2 separate regions of the Mus musculus genome follow, and region 2 is linked to region 1. The links are chromatin contacts, called in public promoter capture Hi-C maps. All regions are on one chromosome and are shown on one strand. Each heading gives the region's core, a stretch centred on a gene start, on an enhancer-like site or on the middle of the called end of the contact. The rest is flanking DNA. Distances are from core to core; before and after follow the strand shown. Region 1 holds the start of Ddx47 (DEAD box helicase 47). Region 2 holds the start of Aebp2 (AE binding protein 2).

Evidence for each region. Promoter capture Hi-C pulls out the DNA fragments that hold promoters and counts their contacts.
Region 2: a contact with region 1 is called in a promoter capture Hi-C map of pre-B cells. The contact joins the promoter of Aebp2 here to the promoter of Ddx47 in region 1.

Annotation. Positions count from the first base shown.
Region 1 is chr6:135,010,005-135,013,153 of GRCm38.p6, reverse strand. It overlaps Ddx47 (DEAD box helicase 47), which reads right to left and starts at 1,542. Exons shown (of 12, transcript NM_026360.3): 1 at 1,426-1,542; 2 at 759-852. The coding sequence starts at 1,512.
Region 2 is chr6:140,621,859-140,624,762 of GRCm38.p6, reverse strand. It overlaps Aebp2 (AE binding protein 2), which reads right to left and starts at 1,261. Exons shown (of 8, transcript NM_001005605.2): 1 at 419-1,261. The coding sequence starts at 1,068.

The DNA of each region.
Region 1 (3,149 bases), core at 293-2,792:
CTACCCACCCATTCCCATTTTTTGGCCCTGGCGTTCCCCTGTACTGGGGCATATAAAGTTTGCCTGTCCAGTGGGCCTCTCTTTCCAGTGATGGCCGACTACGGCATCTTTTGATACATATGCAGCTAGAGTCAAGAGCTCCGGGGTACTGGTTAGTTCATAATGTTGCACCTACAGGGTTGCAGATCTCTTTAGCTCCTTGTATACTTTCTCTAGCTCCTCCATTGGGGGTCCTGTGATCCATCCAATAGCTGACTCTGAGCATCCACCTATGTGTTTGCTAGGCCCCGGCATAGTCTCACAAGAGACGGCTATATCACGGTCCTTGCACCAAACGCTTGCTAGTGTATGCAATGGTGTCATCGTTTGGAGGCTAATTATGGGTCTCTTGATGGTCCATTGTATGGATTCTTAATTCTCATCTCTTAGAGCTAACAGTCAGGATCTGCCATGCAAATTCAGACAGTAGAGTGCTCTAGGGGTTTAAAACTGTCGTCCCACCATTCATTAACGTCAGTGTCTACCTCCCAAATGGTACAGGCTTGTGCCACCGTGATCACACCTGGCTTTATATTTATTTGAAGCAAGGTCTCTGCCTCCTCGGTGTTAAGAACTCAAGTAGTCCTGCCATACCCAGGGAGAGATTATATCTTTATTTCACTTGGAATTTGACAGCAATAGCTCTTAGAAGCAACACAAAAACTGAATATAATGCCACACTGGCTCTGTACTAGCCTGCATATTTAATTCCAACCTACCTTGCAAGGCCAAAGGAATAGCTTCGATCTGGATCTTGGTGGGCTTTGCCCATCCCAACTGGTCACAAGCTTCACACAATACATCCGTAACACCCTTTGAATTCAGAAAACCATACTTTAGCAAAGAATACATCCTCACCTTTATCAGAGCCATCCTCCTGGTGATACGTAGCCCTTTGCACTTTACATAACTGTACATCTCAGACCCTGCTTTATATGAACACTATGGGACAGCGCCTTGAGACAATTTCTCTTCACCAGGGGCTGCTGTCAACTCTTTGCATGTATTATCTCATTTAACCCGTCAAATCAGTTCCGACCAGTGGCTAGCTATTATTCTACCAAGTGCCTCACGTGTATAAAGTGAGGCGCACACCATAACAACTTGCCTCTTGTAAGGAGGTCACGCGTGACCCTAGATAACATAAGGCTCTACAGTAACTGGGGAGAAAAACAAACGGGGGCTCTCACGACCCAGCGGCATCCTACAAGGCAAATGCACCCGAGGGAGCGTGAAGAGACCCCGAGTTTCTGACAGCCTGAAGATAGCATGAGCTAGGCCCCAAGGTGTTTTTACACACCACCGGCTGGGATATGAAGTACCCAAACCCTGGGTGAGCCTAAACGCCAACATCACAAAATAAATACCAGCATCACCCATTCTCACCAGGTCTTTAAATGTTTTCGTTTCCTCCTCTTCCGCAGCTGTCTGAAGGGCTCCAGAGGGGGAATCGGGTTCCTCGTCCGCCGCCATCTTGCTCGTGGGCTCCGGAAGTGGGGCCGAGGCGCAAGGCGTGCTGGGAAATGTAGGCGATTACTTTCCTAGAGTGTAGGTTCTGAACGCCTCCTGCTGGCGGGTCTGGCGTGGCAGCGCCCCACACAGGAGGGACTTGGAAGAACAGCAATGGCTGGAAGCCTGTGTGCCTAAGGAACTGAGACGATCCCTTCTTGCTGCCCTTTGGGTATCTGCCCTATTTTTTATTTTTTTAAATTGGTTTCTTGAGGCAGGATTTCATTCTGCAACTTCGGCCTTCCAGGGCCTTGGCTGTCTTCCCTTTGGCTTATCACTTTTCTAACTATAGAAATGTAAACACATGGACATCACGATACTATTTATTCATTACTTCATATATTTGACAACTGACAGCCTGCCATATGCTTGGACTGTGCTAGGTGTCTAATGATAGAGCAGGACAGTATCAACTTCCACTGCAAAGAGAAGGCAAACAATACATAGGTAATAATGGGCCACTTTGAATTATGAAAAGTGCTACATAAAAATAGGGGAGCAAAGCTTTGGGAGAAAGAATTGTCAGGATTGCTGCAAGACTGAGAAGGTGTCTCTGAGGCAGTGATATTTGAGCTGGGACCTTACTGATACCAGAAAGGCCGTTCTGAGTTCAGGGGACACCTATTCAAGACTGGCAGATCTGAGCCGAGCGTGGTGGCACACGCCTTTAATCCCAGCGCTTGGGAGGCAGAGGCAGGCAGATTTCTGAAACCCTGTCTCGAAAAAACAAACAAACAAACAAAAAACTGGCAGATCTGTGAATACAAAATTCCTGAGACCCGTGAGATATCTGAACTGCCACCACTTAAGCTAGTGAGGTACAATGTATGTTACATGCCCTGTGCCTGCAAGTGTACCCTAGTGGGGAGGCATTGGCATTCTCAATGTGTGGGGCACACTTTCTGAAACTGAGGCATTAGAGACAATCTGCTATGCTTTTCTTCGTGGTATCCCTTTCTCTGGCAGAGTGTGTTGTTAAAATGTGCGCAGCGCATGTCAAACATACCCTTAAGAGTATTTAGGGCTCCAAGTCCTGAGGCTGTTGTGGGAAAGGCCATAGATTTAAATATAATATAACTAAGATTGGGAGTGGTGGCCCATGCCTTTAATCCCATCACTCAGGAGACAGAGGCAGGTGAATCTCTGTGAAGTGGAGGCCTGCCCGGTCTACATAGCAAGTTCCAGAACAGTCAGGGTTACTTGGTAAGACCCTGTTTCAAATATATATTATATGTGTGTTATATTACAAGTGTGTATGGATGGATGTAACAACCTTCTACTAAAACACAGAGAAGCAGAAACTACACTTGAAGAGGTTTGTGATGATTGCCTGTGGAGGGAGGGGAATTAAGATAAAATGCACAAGTCGGAATTCAGAAACAAAATGACAGAAGATAAAAGAATAAATAGAAAAAGCCAAGGGAGGGGACTATGGTGGTACACTCCCTTAATCACAGAGCTTGGGAGGCAGGGGCAGGCAAATCTCTGAGTTCAAGGCTACCCTGGTCTACAGAGTGAGTTCCAGGACACCCAGGGCTATACAGAAAAACCCTGTCTGGAAAAACAAACAAAAACCATTGCTCTCATTCACCATGATGCTG
Region 2 (2,904 bases), core at 12-2,511, 5.6 Mb before region 1:
AAAGTCCCCAGGTCTGGGGTCCCAGAGTCTGGGGCAGGGGAGATTCCGGCGAAGCCGTTCCCAAGGTGGGCAGGCGGGCGGGGCAGGGAAGGAGAAGCAAGAAACGGAAAGGACTGCGGCGAGAAAGTCCCCTCGGTCCCCTCGGCGGAGCCCGGGAATCTACAGAGCAAGGGATCGCTGCTAGAAGGGTCCCCCCCGCCCCCCGCCCCGCGCTGGGCCAAAGGGTCCAGGAGATGGGAGGGGATCGGGCAAGGAAGTCAGCTCAATGGAGTCCAAGAGGAGTCCCCTAGGTCCCCTCTGTGGGGTCCGGGAGGAGTCCCCTAGACGGGATCCACGCAGAGTCCCCTCGAATCAGGAAGAAGTCCCCTGAGTCCCCCTCGTCGAGGTCCGGGAAGGGTCCCCTTGGCGGCGCACTGACCTGTCCTCCGAGTCCATGCGGCTCAGCGGCTCCCCGTCGGACGACATCTCCAGGCTGCCCCGCCGGCCCCCGGAGGTCGCGCTGCTCCCGCCTCCCCCGGTGCCGTAGCCCTCGTCGCCGCCGCTCGACACCACGCTACTGCTGCTGCTACCGCCACCGCTGCTGCCCGGGCCGCCCGGGCCGCCCCGCGGTCCCTTGGGCTCCTCCAGGCCCTCCTTCCCGTCCCCATCGCCGCTGCTGCTGCTCGCCGCGCCCGGGCTCAGCGAGCGCGTCTCGTCGCCGCTGCAGCCGCCGCTGCTGCTGCCCACCAGGCTCTCGGCGCTGCTCTCCTCCTCCGCGCCGCCGCTGCTGCTGCCCTCGTCCTCGTCGTCCTCCTCGTCCTCGTCCTCGTCCCCGCCCGCCTGGCTGGCGCTCTCGGGGCTCGGCTCCGACATGGTCTCCGCCTCGCCGCCCCCCGCGCCGCCGCCCGCTCCCCCGTTCAACAGCAGCGCGGCCACCGCCTCTGCCTCCGCCTCCTCGTCATCCTCCTCCTCCTCTTCCTCCGGCGGCTCGGCCCGGCCGCGCGCCGCGGGCCCGGGGCTGCCGGGGGACAGCGGGCTGAGGCGGGAGAGCTCCTCCAGGTCGGCCATGTCGGCGAGCGCGGCGGCCATGGCGGCGCCTGCTGCTCCTCCGCCTCCTCTCGCCGCCGCCTCCTCGCCCCCGCCACCCCCCGCTCCGCGCCCGCACGCCCCAAACTCCGCGCGGCCGCCGCAGAGCGGGAGGAGGGCCCGCGGGGCTGCGTCAGGCTGCACACGCGCTACGGAGCCCGCGCGGGGACACGCGCCGGAACGCGCGCACTCACGCGGAGGAGGCAGCGCGCCTGCGCGCCGCGGCGGCCCCGCCCCTCCAGAGTTTCTTTGGGCCTTCCCACGCCTTCCCGCTCCGGGCGGAGGCGGGACGAGCCCTCGAAACCCGAAGTCGGTGGGGATTTTCACAGCCCTGGACTTCTACAGAGAGAAGGAGAAGCATCGGCTCAGAGAGAGAGAGAGAGAGAGAGAGAGAGAGAGAGAGAGAGAGAGAGAGAGTGTGTGTGTGTGGTTTGCGGGGGAGGTGGTGTCCTGTAGAAGGAAGCCGTAAGTGGAGCAAGTGTCTGGCCGTCTGAGCGCTTGCCATACTCAAAAGACAGGTCTCAGACATGTGCAGAAAGTTCGATAAATCGGTTTTTTTTTGTTTTTTGTTTTTGAAGCGCCGAGCCGATGTCCACACCGCGGAGGCAGAGGCTTGACTCGCAAGCCAGGCTTGCTTACCTGTCCCGATGTCCCAATGACCCAAGGAGGGCAGCTCAGACGAGGCGGGCGTTGCTTTGGCTCGAGATCCTCGCAGGTTTTAAGTCCTGGAGCTTCTAATAAAATCTGGGGTGACACTTGTAGGCAGGCTGAGTTCTTGGGGTGTAGCGCTGGCCGTTGAGGGCTCTAACCGCTCTTCCAGAGGAGCCGGCGGTCGGTTTGCAGCACCCACAAGGCGGCTCACAACTGTCTAATCCCAGCAGCTCTGACCACATCTCCCGGCCTCCCTCCCAGTCTGGTGGGTGGTGCACACAGGTACCTCACCTAAAAGGCACACCTTTAACCCCAGCCCTAGGGTGGCCGAGGCAGGAGGGTCTCCGAGATTCCGAGGCCAGCCTGATCTATATAGCGAGTTCCAGGCCAAACTGAAATCCTGCCTCACAAAAAGGGAGGGTGTGAAGAAGAAAGCAGGGAAGAGGTTACTACTCCTACTAATGAAAGGCTCCTCCCTATCCCCAGGCAAGAGTCAAACCTTCCCTTTACAGCTAGGGAAGCATTGCATCTTCCTGAACTTCTCGGTAAGGGAATGCTTTGTAAATAAGCTTTTTGTAAAATAAAGACCTGGAGTTTATGAGGAAGGCTGGTGAGCAGCCCACATCACACCCTGACTCCGGGGCACATCTGATGCTCTGGAGTGGGGAAGCAGTCTCAGAGAGCATTCCCTCATTCATTCTTAGTAGATCTTCACACACAAAGAGAGAGAGAGAGAGAGATCCCCCAGGTGGAGTATTTTCATGTTTCTAGAATTCACTGCCCTAATTTAAAAAATAAACATAATAAAAGAAACAACATGTAGTATGAGGCTAGAAGGGATTGTTGCAACTTTGAGGCCAACTAGTGTGGGCCACAAGGAAACCGCCCCACAAATATCTTAGTGTACAGTTGCAGCCTTAACCTTTGGATACATACTATCACACGTAATGTTCCCCCAGTGGAAGGAAACATCCTCAAAAAAAAAAAAAAAAAAAAAAGAAAAGAAAAGAAAAAAGAAAAAGAAAAGAAAAGTTTCCTCAAGGAAAAGCAAAAATTAAAATGATAATATACAATGTAGCTACACTGGCAGGCGTTAACCTCAAACTCTAACTTTCAGAGTCATTCTTGCAGATAGATCAGGAATGTGTTGTCATCCTGGATTGTAGACTGAGGATCACCAAACTGGAC